Regions from separate parts of the Zea mays genome. Here region 1 is linked to region 2. Evidence: chromatin contacts called from public Hi-C data. All regions are on one chromosome and are shown on one strand. The core of a region is the stretch at or near the end of the contact, and the rest is flanking DNA. Distances in the headings are between cores, read along the strand shown.

What was found. A called contact is a pair of places that touch in the nucleus more often than the background predicts.
Region 1: a Hi-C map of leaf mesophyll shows a contact between it and region 2, with 4 times the contacts expected there. The contact joins the promoter of LOC100279979 here to the promoter of LOC100279270 in region 2. A contact is called at or near these places in 4 of 25 Hi-C or Micro-C datasets (bundle sheath, ear, leaf mesophyll and 1 more).

Annotation. Positions count from the first base shown.
Region 1 is chr10:87,344,177-87,350,883 of Zm-B73-REFERENCE-NAM-5.0, forward strand. It overlaps LOC100279979, which reads left to right and starts at 5,203. Exons shown (of 4, transcript NM_001152927.2): 1 at 5,203-5,678; 2 at 6,426-6,620; 3 at 6,703-6,707. The coding sequence starts at 5,487.
Region 2 is chr10:86,890,131-86,896,817 of Zm-B73-REFERENCE-NAM-5.0, forward strand. It overlaps LOC100279270, which reads right to left and starts at 2,948. Exons shown (of 20, transcript NM_001152291.1): 1 at 2,889-2,948; 2 at 2,543-2,729; 3 at 2,263-2,326; 4 at 2,051-2,140; 5 at 1,877-1,933; 6 at 1,727-1,775; 7 at 1,487-1,563; 8 at 1,357-1,396; 9 at 1,167-1,261; 10 at 849-1,016; 11 at 626-736; 12 at 447-534; 13 at 299-365; 14 at 137-212. The coding sequence starts at 2,703. LOC118473564 (a long non-coding RNA gene) reads left to right here and starts at 2,574. Exons shown (of 3, transcript XR_004853191.1): 1 at 2,574-2,751; 2 at 3,906-5,762; 3 at 5,835-6,122.

The sequences.
Region 1 (6,707 bases), core at 3,953-6,452, 460 kb after region 2:
AAGAAGCACGGAAGTAAGGGTGGGAAGAGCAACACACACAAGACTCAAAGTACGAGCACAATCACGCACACAAAGACACAACTTGAGCTCACAACACAACTTGAGGAGTTCTCTACACAAATGGTGCTCAAGTTACTATCTCAAAGAATCGAATGCGCGAGAATGGAGTCTTAGTGCTTAGAGATGATCAAAGAATGCTTTTTAGTTACTCCTCCATGCGCCTAGGGGTCCCTTTTATAGCCCCAAGGCAGCTAGGAGCCGTTGGAACCCAACAAGGAAGGCAATTCTTGCCTTCTGTCGGGTGGCACACCGGACAGTCCGGTGCACCACCGGACAACCACTGTAGCATGTCCGGTGCGGATCTCCTTCCATTCCTGGCGCAGCCGACCGTTGGATCTTCGGGCTGGTTGGCGCACCGGACACTGCCGGTGCCCCTAGCCAACCGTTGGCGTGGGCCACGCGTTGTGCCCGGATTGCGCGGCCGACCGTTGCGCTGGCGGCCGTTGGCTCACCGGACAGTCCAGTGCACCACCGGACAGTCCGGTGAATTATAGTCGTACGCCGCCGACGAATTCCCGAGAGTGGCTAGTTCGCCAGAGCCCAGCCTGGCGCACCGGACACTGTCCGGTGCACCACCGGACAGTCTGGTGCACCCAGACTGAGCAACAATTGGCTGTACACAGCCAACTCTTTTCCAGTCCTTTTCTTTTCCTGATTCTAGCACTTAGACAAATATATTAGTACACAAAAACCAATGTACTAAGTCTAGAACCATACCTTCTTGTCGATTTGCACTTCATCCATCATTTGGCATATAATTACTCACTCAATATACGTTGGGCACTTAATCACCAAAATATACTAGAAATGGCCCAAGGGCACATTTCCCTTTCAGGCGATGTGGCTATAAATCATCAGACTGTCCGGTGCGCCAGCCGCACACCTGACCAACAGTCGGTCGTGCAATCAGCGCTGGCCACGTCAGATAAGCCAATGGTCATCAAGTTGCACCAGATTGTCTGGTGCGCCACGGAACTGTCCGGTGTGCCAAGTGGTCGAAGGGTGGCAACAGTTGGATCCAACAGTCAACTGACGTGGCAGGCACCGGACAGTGAACAATGCCTTGTTCAGTGAGCACTGGACTGTCCGGTACGCCCGTCGATAGAAAGCTGTTGCTTTCTGTCTAACGGCTAGAAGTGTGGGGGAGACTATAAATACCCCCAACCAGCCATTTGGAGGTGTGGAAGCCCAAGAAACATACCAAGGCATATTGTGAAACACTCCCAAGTGCAGCAACACTTTGTAGACTCATTGCAAATCATATTGCTCTTCCTCTCTTGTGTATCTCTCTAGTTTGTGTAGAGGCGAAGTTACAAGCCTTTAGAGAGAGGGGAAGTGCTGCTAAGAGCTAGAGCAAAATCTTGAGCGCATTGTTACTCTATCGGAGTGCTGTCGAGAAGATTGTAAGCAGCCACGACATCATTGTAACTGATATCAACATAGTGGATGCCTCTATTGTCGCACTGATAGATCTGAGCAAACAGAGGAAGGAGTTGTAATAGACTCCAAGCCAAGGTGTGGCTAGCTCCAACGAGGACTAGGCAAGCATTTCAGGCTTGGCCAAACCTCGGGATAAATCCCTGTGTCTGTGTGCTCTGCTCTGTGTTGTGTGTTGTTTCTCTGTCTTATTTGCTTTTTATACTTGCACTTCAATACTTATATGTGGTACAAACTGTCTTCAAAGTGCAGGGTATTTTAAGACAGGAACTTCAATTTCGCTACAACCTACTCGAATGGTCTTTCATTCCACTGTGATCTAGTCTTCGAGTAGAGTAAGAATTTCAAGTTTTATAGTGATAATTATTATTCGTCTATCACCCCCCTCTAGGCGACATCTAGATCCTGTTCCCAGACAAAGTGAACTTTCACCTCTCTCGACTGCTTGTAACCCCTAATACGAGTTTGATCATCAATGGTGTCGGTAACGCAAGCCACCGATGACTGGAAGTAGGGACATTCTACCCGAACCAGTATAAACCTTGTGCCCTCCGCGCATACCCTCCCGAGCCTGGAACGCGCACAATAAATTTACTTGTCGGAGCGAGGTACGAAACACTGACAGTGAGTGATACAAAACTTTGTGATCTTGCCTTACTGGCATAGAGATATTGAGAAGCATTGTGAGATCTATCCCATTCTTGGTCACTTGAGAAACTCAAAGATAATTGGTTTGCTATGTTCACTCTCTTGGAACTTTGTTCCTCAATGGCAAAGTGTTACTAACAAGCATCTAATGGTGTATGGGCAGTTGTGGTTCTCCTTGTTAGAAGGGCTAGTATTCCCACTGAAAAGGAAAGGAGACTTCTAGGTGAAAAGGTGGAAATAGGTCATTTTAGGTCTAACCAAGAGTAGACCTTATTGGGTTAGTCATTACTTCCACAATGAAGACGTAAGGCACCTTTGAGGTAGCCTGAACTTTGGTCAAACAAATTCTTATGGTTGTCCTTTGGTTTGCCTTGCACTTGTTTATATTGCATATTTCTATTTGTGTTTTCGTTTGTGCTACTTAGGTGTGGTGATATGTTTATAGGGAGTGTGTGAAAGTGCTCACACATTAATAAAAAAGGCATACACTATGTTGTGTCAATGTAGAGTAGGAGAAAGGGTCAGGTCACATTTGGGCGCCAGACAACAGAAGCAGAGGGTGTCTCAGAACTTCCAAGAAGTCAACCAAGCCGCCCTTGCTACCCGATGAGGTTGGGTTTGCACCCAAAATCAGCGAGGCCATCTATCCAACTCGGTCATGCTTGGTTTTCCTCAGTGACCACTACTTTCATATTTTACAAGTTGATATATTTCTTGAAAATTTTTATAGTGTCTTTTCATCTTCCCTCAAGGTACCAAAGCATTCCTTTAATTGTACCAGAGTAAGGTCTGATGGTCAAGCGTACCCATTTTTTAGGATCGATGTCTACCACATGTGAGGTGTCGTTTGAGCTACTCGGCAAGGATGGCTCAGAGCTTGTGTTAACAAGACATAAATAGTACGTGAAATTATGGACCATCTAGTCCCACTTCCTTTTTTAAGATTATACGATACAACATAGAGGATCATAACGCACGCACATAGATCCTAGTCATACGAACACTTTCGAAGACTCCTCGAGACAAAATTGATGAAGTCATTGCATGCGCCACACCGTTGATGCGAACATCGCCTACCAAGGAAAGTACAAAAAGTCGTTGAATCCTAAAATATTTACTCCCATGAAAAGTCAAACACAAGTCCTCTGTGGAGGCTCTTATAATCACTATGCTACACACTTTTATTCCCATTTCAACTAAAACATGATATGGGATTATTCTACCTCAATTATCTTAATTGAGACAAGATCATTCCATCCTACTGTATTCGTGAACCAAACATACCCTATACACACTTAAGTTACACTTGGAGTACACAATGTCTAGAGCCATGTCTACGGTCTAGAATTGTTTTTTTCGTACAGTATAACTTTATTATCGGTAGGGCACAAGTATTTAGGGCACGAGTTGGAGAGGAACCCTACCCTAAAAACTGAGGTCTACATAGGTCCATTACTCTATTCCAACTAATTCTCCATGCCATCCAGCAGCATGACTGCATTGAGACCTAAAGATGATAAGAAGAGAGAGAGTCAATCGTAGTAGTAACTCTTGCGGAAGACGTTCTTGTCTCCCGCTTTGACTCTGTTTACATTTGTTAAAAAAACAAAAAAAGAGTGTCATACGTACGTGTGTGCTCCGTACTGAATGTGTCTGTCTGGTCAACAAATTTGAAAAGCCGGCCATTACCATGCGTTTGGCGTTCGTACAAATTGCGATATTTAAGATATATACTGCATATTGTTTGTTTGGTAAAGAGATATTTCTTTGCCTTTATTTTTTTTATCAAATTAATTACTTACTGAAATACCACCGAGGCGGCGATTGTTATTATTTCGTCTAAGAGATCTTTACCGTCAAATGTATGGGGTGCAATTTTTGTTTATTATATTGGGCCTCAATAATCACCCCAAAACTCTTCTTAAAAAAATGAACTAGTAGTAATTCGGAGCTCACGCAAAGAGAAGAAAACTGTAAAGGATAGTTTGGAAACCCCAATTCTCCAAGGGATTTCTATTTTCATAACGTCCTGTTTGGATCATTAGAATTGAATTTCATTCTAATAATAATAATTTAGGCATATATCAATTAAGCTAATTCAGTTTTATATAAAATATATTTGTATACTATTATTAGCAAGATGTCGGAGATATTTATGCGCTATATTTTTACTATAGAGGAATGAGACGAATAGTGTCACGTAAGTTAGAGTAGAAACAAATTCTATTACTGTATAAAATCATTTCCCATCCCTCACCCCATAAATTTGAGATAGACTAATATCTGAACTTTGGAAAGTGGTGGAATGTCAAATTCCAAACTAAATAAGTTACTTTATTGAGTGAATTTCAATTCCTCTAAAATGAAGGGATTCAAACGCATCGTAAGAGAAATTAGTTCATTTTCCGATGGGAAAATAGAAAACTCTTAGAAAATTGAGGTTCCTAAACTAACTCTAAAGGTAAAAAACAATCAAGCGAAATAGAATCAGAATAACTGTACAAGATAAGGCTAAAAAATTGATTAGGAATCAAGAGAAATGCAGCTCGATTGGGATTAATTGTTTATGCTGTTACATGGACGGGATGGCGGAGATTCACTCGTTGCCGTGCAAGAAACACTTGGCTTCTAGGCTCAGCTACTCCTCACCCGGTCACTCTTTTTCCCGCCAAAGAATAAGGGCAGCTAGTTCCTTGTTAAGGACGGAAACATGTACAGTGACACGCTGTTACCACGAGTTAAATGAAAGCAACCACACAAAGATTAGACTTAGACATGTTTATTAATTTTCCATAAAACACAACAAATAACCATGACTAAACTCCAGTGCTCCTAAGTAATATCCATCACTATGAACAAACGACGGCAGCCAATCACTCGGGCACGCGACGGCCACGTATCCGTGCGGCAGCCGCGTGCGCGCGCCCGGAAACGCACCGCCAGCACCCGGTCACCAGACCACCCCACCGGTGGCCGCCGGTCGCCTCCGCCTGCGGGAACGCAGACGCAGACGCACACGCACACGCTACGGATAAATGACAACTACCCCCCTCCCTTCTCCGCATTTCTCCTCTCCTCTCCTCTCCCCTCGCTCGTTCGTCGCGTCCTCCTCAGATCAACAAACCGTGTCCTGCTGCTGCCTCTGGAAACCACCGGGGGATCGCCCCGCCCTTTCCTTCCCGCACCTCAGATCCTCCGTCCGAAAACGGCAGCTTCCGGAGGTGTCCCGTCTCCCTGCTCCTTCCGGCGCGACGGGTGGCACGGCTCGCGGATCCGGCGGTCTTCGGTCGACGGCGAGGCGGCGCTCGTCTTGGATCGGGAGTGGTTGCTGAGGCGCGGAGATGGTGGCCGAGGCGGAAGTCATGCATCAGTCCCCCGTTCCGGTGCTGGAGGTGCAGTACCACCGGCGCGCGACGACCAAGGGGGTTGACGACGTCGTCGGGATGTCCGCGCCCGCCCCCGCGGAGGTTGGGGTTGGGGTTGGGGTTGAGGTCGAGGTCGAGGTCGAGGTCGCCGTGGAGGTGCCTCGCATGGTGAGTTCCTCAAAAGCCCAGGCCTTTCTGTTCTTGTGTCGTTGGAAATTCCCTCTTTGACTGGGAACATTTTTAGCCTTTTCCTTGCAAGATTGCAAACCAAATTCCATGTTAGGTTTTGTTACTCCCTTTTACTACTACTGTTTTTCAAGTGTGCGGGACAAGCTCAGGGAGTCCCTTCCTCTTTCCATCCCCCTTTTCGATTTGGGGAAAAAGAGATTCGCTTGTGGATGCAAAAGGCTGATACACTTGCTTGAGAAAAAGCACGCAGCTCCTTTCTTGGGGGAGCGAGCTCTAGTGTGGTGGTTGCACAGCTGGAGGCCTCTCTCGTCAGGGCTCAGAAAGTGGGTGCTGAATTATTGGGCTCGTATCTGTAGTAGTGTTTGGTGGTGGTTGAGTTGTAAGTACGCTCTGCTTCTCTCCACAAGCTCGAATCACCAGATGAACCGCATGTGTAGTAGTATGTGACATGTCCTCACTCACCTCTTTAGGCGCGTAATCTGTCAATTGCATAGACCCTAATCTGAGCAGCAAGGAAGCAACCGTTCTGGAAACTGAGATGGTTTGGCCTGGACACGGTGTGTGTGTGTGCGTGTGTGTTGTTTGTTAGTTAGTTAGTTATTAGGAGGCAGCAATGGGCTGTTCTTCTTACTAATTATGAGCCAACAATGGGCTCTTCTTCTTACTGCTTTCTACCAAGAATGTTTAGTGCACTAATTGTTGTTTCTCTGTGTGTGATGAATGCAGGGGTTGGAGCAGCCTGATGTCGCACCAAGTTTATCCACGGACATGATACAGCAGTTTGTGCCCAACATCCGTTCTGGTAGCTTCGCCGACATTGGGCCTCGGAGGTATATGGAGGACGAGCACATCCGAATAGATGATCTTTCCGCCCATCTCGGCTCGATGTTGGTCTGCCCTCTGCCTAGCGCCTTCTACGGGGTAAGAGTCATTTCCTCTGTTAATTACTTTTCTCCAGCAAGCACTGCCACAGCTGACTGTATATGGTCCCTCTGTGTTATAGGTCTT
Region 2 (6,687 bases), core at 1,698-4,197:
GGCATAGAAATTATAAGTGCTGCTTCCACTGATATTTTTTTTTCTTTCTTTCTTTCTGCAGAAGTAGTAATCTGGCTGTATACGTTTATTTTGTTCTCAGAAGGTAGGTAGATATCAGGTCAAAGAAGCATGTAACCTTGCGAAAAGCCAGCATGTCCGCGAAAGGTGAAGCGGTTTTGTGCGAGTAGCCTGCTTTCATGCTTGCCAGTTTGCTGAATTTCAAAAAAAAAAAAAACTACAGTAAGATATAGTCGATTTGCAGCTAGAAGGAGCTCAGAATGCATGCCAGACAACTTACCGGTTGTACAAAGCATTAAAGATGACCCTTCTTAGAGGTCTGAGTTCCGCAATGGCCTTCAAGATACCTAGAGCCATTCATATAAGGGGTTATTTTCGTTAACGAAATTTGAGCTTAGTAGTTGATAGAGATGTTCTTATTTCACTACCTTCATAAATCCTTTCGTACACTCGGGGCACCCCAACCAGTAGAGTCGGCTTCAGCTCCACAATGTCGTCCCTCAAGGCATTCAGATCCTGACAAGAAAGCAAACATTTGGTTCCTGCTTAATGATTAAGGAATGATTACTTGCATGATTAGAGATGCTAATGCAGTGGGTTCTCTCACTCCGTGGTAGTAGCCAATTGAGGCCCCTTTGTGAAAGAAATACTCTTCGATCATGCGGTCAAGGATGTGAGCAAGCGGGAGAAACGACAGGAAGACATCATCTGTTGTCATCTGATCACATGAAGGTATCAAGTTAGTATTCAGCCATGCATCATATCATATAGAACAGAAAACTGTTATCAGATCATGCTCAGGTTTCAGTTCAGTGTAGGATGTGGCTGACCTTATCATCAAACTGGTCCATGAAGAGGTCCACCCCTTTCACATACATGGCGTGGCTTTCATGGGTCAGCATCACACCTTTGGGCTGTCCGCTTGTCCCACTCGTGTACATGACAGTGCAGATGTCACTTGCTTGCGGAGGGCAAGGTTGACGAGGATTATCCTTCCCCTGAAACCCAGTTCCAAAGCATCACTTGGTTACAAATATAACCATCGTAAACATTACATCGCTACAAAACTGACTCTGAAACCTGAATAGGTTTGTCTAGATGTTTGTCAGTAGGTTGAACTGTAAACGACCAACAACCAATGCGCCTACCACTTTCAAGAAATCGTCCCAGGCATACATTTTGATCCCAATTTGATCCGCTTCTTTGTTCTGTTCAGTTGTCGCCGAAGTGAACGCCACCAATGCTGTAACCATGTCCATGTGCTGGATAATGATGTCTGGAAATATAATCTTTCTAAACTACAGATGGACCCTTTTTTTTTTGACGCTGCTAGCTTACCTTTCAGTCTCTTGGCAGACTTGCAGTTTGGGGACAGTATCTGCAGATGAGAAGATCTCATGTAGTGTCAGAATTTTACATGAAAGATCCTAGAGGTAGCAACATGGACAACACTCATTTTGAACCAGACCTCTTTTATTTTCTTGTCCTGTATGAAGACAACATCGATCTCGGCATGATCGATGATGTAGTCGACAGCTCCCGCACCTGTATGCCATGGAAAGGTATTGGCTCTGAATTTCTAATGCCTTACATTTGATTCCTTATTAAAAATAAAAGCGTATGTGTTCCAATATCTTTTTATTGTTTGATCTGAATCATTCTATGACGTGGGTGGTGGGCCTACGATTCAATGGTCTCCCACACTTACCTAAAGTATCGTACAGTGGGACACAGACTAGACTATAGCCATTGCAAGCCTGCAGAAATCATTTGTGGATTAACACAGTTTATCCAGAAAAAGATCTGACGGGGAGAGTTAAAAGCTTAAAATTCATACAAGTCACGGCTGGCAGTTTACCTGCATTGCCACTATCCACTGAGGACAGTTCGCTCCGTAGATCCCCACCCGGGAACCCTGGTACAGTACAGTACGAGAGCCAAACAAAGAAGCATCAGTTCGGTCTGATCCATCGCTGAAATGTTCTAGGACCTCTACGAAATACGAAGACGCGAGACCAGTTTATGCTCTTACTGGCTGCACTCCCAGCTTCTGCAACGCAGAGCCTGCTTGCAGCACCTCGTCGTAGATCTCCTTGTATGATTTCCACAAGTAGGGCCCTGGCTAGAAGGCGGAAACGTAGCGGTTTTTACCAGCCATACAGATGGAAATTGTAAAGCTAAGGAAGACCTGAACTGATGTAGAACACTACTCATGGTGCTGTCGTTTAACCCAAGTTTGCATACCACTCCATCTTTGAACGGACGCCATCCGAGCATCCGGTTGTCGGCATACTTGACTGCTGCTACCCTGCACAAGTGCATATAATATAAAATTATAAACACACCAACCATCACCAAGATTTTTCTGAGCACTGTATAGATAATCTACGTGTGTCTGATATTTTACAGATTCTGTAACTGAAAAATCCAAAGAGCAATAAAGAAAAACAGAGAGAGTAGCTAGACGTGCGAGCGAGTTCTTGGCTGTTGTTTCAGCCAGCCGCCGTGCGTGTCTTACTGTTACCTGAACACGTCCCATGATGTCTTCATGTCAGGCTCAAGCTGCGGGAACCCATCCTTGGCCAGAACGCTCCGGAACACCGGTCCGACCGCCAGCCGGCCGTCCTTCCCGGGCTTCCCGTCCTCCACTTTGATCGTGAAGGTGTTCTTCGGATTCGCCTCCATCTCTGATCAGCGTGGCTCCGGAGGCCCTGAACGTCCAGAACTGGAAAGGTTAGCTCGTCTTTGGTTCACTTCAGTTGCTCCATTGGTTGTAGCATATAAAGCCCCAAGCAAGAGGATCAATTTGAGCTACAGCTATTCGTACAGAGAGAGGGAGAGAGAGAGATAGAGAGAGAGAGAGAGATTACAGAGAAGGGAAGATGGAGGAGGCAGAGCTCTTGAGTCGAGTTGAGAATGAGCTCGCTCCGACGCCCTGGCGATGGGAGGGAGAAGAGAGGCCTCTTCCTTCCCTATATATGCGGTATGCCGAGGGCAAGGGTGCCATGGCGAAGAGAGGTTGTGTGCGGATGGAGGAGAAGTGTTGGCGGGGGCCCGGGCCCCACGCTAACCAACCGAGCGCCGCTGCTGAACTGGAACTTCTTAAGCCCATGTTTAGCGAGAGAGAGAGAGAGACTTCCAAGGATTAAGCTTAATTTGTGTGTGCGCTGAGCGCGTGAAGAATCGGCCTTTCTCACGGAGAGAGAGGTGCTACATGACGCGTCACCTCACCACGCGGGCAGAGGGAGGAAGAGGAGGAGGGTGAGGGTAGTTGGCCCGAGAATAACTGCTGCCCTGCGTCTCCCTTTCCCTTGCTACAGGATATCGGATATCGTTCGCTGCACCTTGCTGCGGCTTTTCAACTACGGCTGTCACTTATACAATATTTTATCTTTATAAATTACAGCTTCAGTAGCTACTGCTGTATTCCAGCCGAACGTGTTTCTGTTCTGCTAGCTCTCAAGGTTTACCGCCGTTGTTTGTAGATTGTTTGGGCCGTGGAATTTGGATCATACAGTGCCTGCTGGCCATGTATAGCTCTTAAGGTTTACAATATTTTAACTATTACCAAGTACCAAGAGCAACATGATTCGCTTTCTAGAATAATGCCTAATAACTAGTAATAGTAAATATATGTATATATATATAAAAAGAAGAAGCATGTATAGCCTGCCCCGGTTTCAGGGGAAACCGAAGGCGGCGAGATCAGAGCGCAGAAGCGTACAAAAATCCATTTTTTTAACAAAAAAAAAAGAGTAGCACGGACAGCATGACACGAGAGCTTTCTGAACGAGATCGAAAGTGACCCCATCCATCTTTTCTACAACAAAGGTTTTTCCAGACATGGCCGACAGAATTCTGAAACCCCAGGTTTTAATTACCGGCAGGCAAGCAGGAGGGGGGGTTCTTGCACGAAGACGATGGGTCGATGGCTGTCCAAGTCCAACAGGCTGAAGATCTGGCTGCTTCTGCTGATTGGTGCGCTCTCACAATCGACGTGCCTTTTCTGGTTGGAAGGTATGGTTACTGCATTGCATGGGCTTTTGTTGTTGGGTATTTCTGCTTTCTGTCTAGTTTGCTTGCTGCTACCTTTCTTTTTCTTATTAACGCGTGGTAGTACCGTTTGATAATCTTCATTTTTTATTGCTCTCGATCTGTATGGTTCATTTTTTTTATTTCGCGCCTTCCTATTTCATGGTCAAAGGATTTGTCACCACGACGGCCTATTAAATACTAGTGTCCTAATAAAACTTGTTTTTTTTATGTCACTATTAAGTCTGGATCAACCAATTGCCAACTTGACATGTCTACTCATTGACTGAATCGTGTTTTTTTTCTTCTTCTTCTTCTTTCAGTTAAGATTCTGAATTCAAACTTGGAAACTGATATGGGTAATGGCTCCACCGGTCCACCCACGCCCAACAAGGGCATCTAAAAAAACAAAGCATGAAATCAGTTAAGCTGTGTTTAAGCAATTAAAACTTGTCTTGTTTTCGAAAAATAAACAAAAAGAGAAGCCCCCTGCTGCGGTATACACATATATCAGACTCTTCTGTGTGTCTTTACAAGATAAAAAAAAAGAAAGAAACGGATATGTTCATTTTAACGCGGCTGCGATTAGCTGCTTCTATTTCTGTACGAAAAAAAGATCTCTAGTAACAGCAAGAGCAAGTCAGCAACGCCCATCCATAATCATGCCCCCTCGTATCATGAGGAAACATTCATACTAGATTGCAGGCTTGCAGCAGCAACATGGCAATAATCCCTGGCCAGTTCTTGGTGAAACAGTGCCATTGATGCTCTTGCTTGGTACAAACTTTATGGTGCTAGGCTGCTAGCTTGGGGTGTATGCATATTGGACAAAGATGGGCACTTGCACGTACCGATGGGCGAGCATTTATTTGGCTGTTCGTGCATATTCGCGTTAAAAGTAATAATTGACGTTTTTTTACAAGGATTTGTTTATTTATTTATTACAAATTGATGCATGGTATGTTACGTCACTTCACTGTGCACGTACTAGGATGGATTTGTGTGCTCACACTACCGGAATCCGGGTCTTTGCCGAGTGCCGGAGTCTTTGCCGAGTGTTTTTTATCGGGCACTCGGCAAAGACTGCTTTGCCGAGTGTCGCCCTCGGTAAAGTCTTACGCTCGGTAACGAGACAGTTTATCGAGTGCAGGACACTCGGCATAGCGAAGCACTCGGCAAAGAGCCCTTTGCCGAGAGGCAAACACTCGGCAAAGACGGCTCTCGGCAAAGGGCCGTTAGCGTCCGTCTATAGTTGACGGCCGTTAGTCTTTGCCGAGGGCCGAAAGCAGACACTCGACAAAAGCAGATTCTTTGCCGAGTGTCAAATAACTGGCACTCGACAAAGGAGGTCTTTACCGAGTGTCTTCTGTGGACACTCGGTAAAGCATATTTTTATTTTTTTATTTTGGTCACCAAACTTTTTGTGGTATGTTTCTACACTATGTAGACATACACGTACCATTTTGGGACAATTATAACTGTGTTTTCAATATCTAGTAGATTTAGTTCGTTTATTTGGATTTCTTCGGAAAATTCAGATTTGAACTGCAGGTCACTTGAAACTTGGAATTCAGATTTGAACTGCAGGTCACTCGAAACTTGGAATTCAGATTTGAACTGCAGGTCACTCGAAACTTAGAATTCAGATTTGAACTGCAGGTCACTCAAAATTCAGATTCCCTCCAGTTGACCCTGCTCTCTTCCATACTCCTGTGAGTATCAAAATTGTAGTTAGATGTTGGTAATACATCTGGTATAACACATGCTATCTCTTCTCTGTGCAGGACCAATCTGGGGCGGCATCCAACAACCCTCCGGAAGGGTTCAGCTCAACGCAGTACCAGTCGAACCGCCCATCTCCATGAGTGTTATGTTTTCAGTGTTTAGACTTCAGAACAACTTGTGTAGAATACTTATGTTTGTGTTTGATACTTATGTCAGAGCTTGAGACGTATGAGACTTATGTTTGTGTTGGATACTTGTGTTGAACACTTATGTTTGTGATGGATATTTATGTTTGTGTTGGCTATTTATGTTTGTGATGATATCTGTGATGTATATATGTGATATATATATGTGATATCTTTTGTTTGTGTGGATGGAATATAAAAAACAAATAAAAAAGGTGCCTACTGGTCACTTTGCCGAGTGTAACACTCGGCAAAGAGGTGCTTTGCCGAGTGTCAGGGCCATAGCACTCGGCAAAGAACCAAGACCTGGGCACCGGTATAGGTTCTTTGCCGAGTGTAATGTCTCTGACACTCGGCAAAGAGGCACACTTTGCCGAGTGCCGTACGTAGCACTCGGCAAAGAACCTGACATGGGGACACTCCCTGACGGGTTCTTTGCCGAGTGTCCCAGGTGGCGGCAGACACTCGGCAAAGGTAACTCCTTTGCCGAGTGTCACATGGGACACTCGGCAAAGACGCGTCTCCGTCACCCGTTGCCGTAACGACTGCTTTTCTTTGCCGAGTGGTCACTGGCACTCGGCAAACCTCTTTGTCGAGTGCCCGAGAAAAAGTACTCGGCAAAGAAAGCTTTACCGATGCACTGTTTGGCGAGCCTTCTTTGCCGAGTGCGACACTCGGTAAAGCCTTTGCCGAGTGTTTTTAAGGCTTTGCCGGCACTCGACAAAGG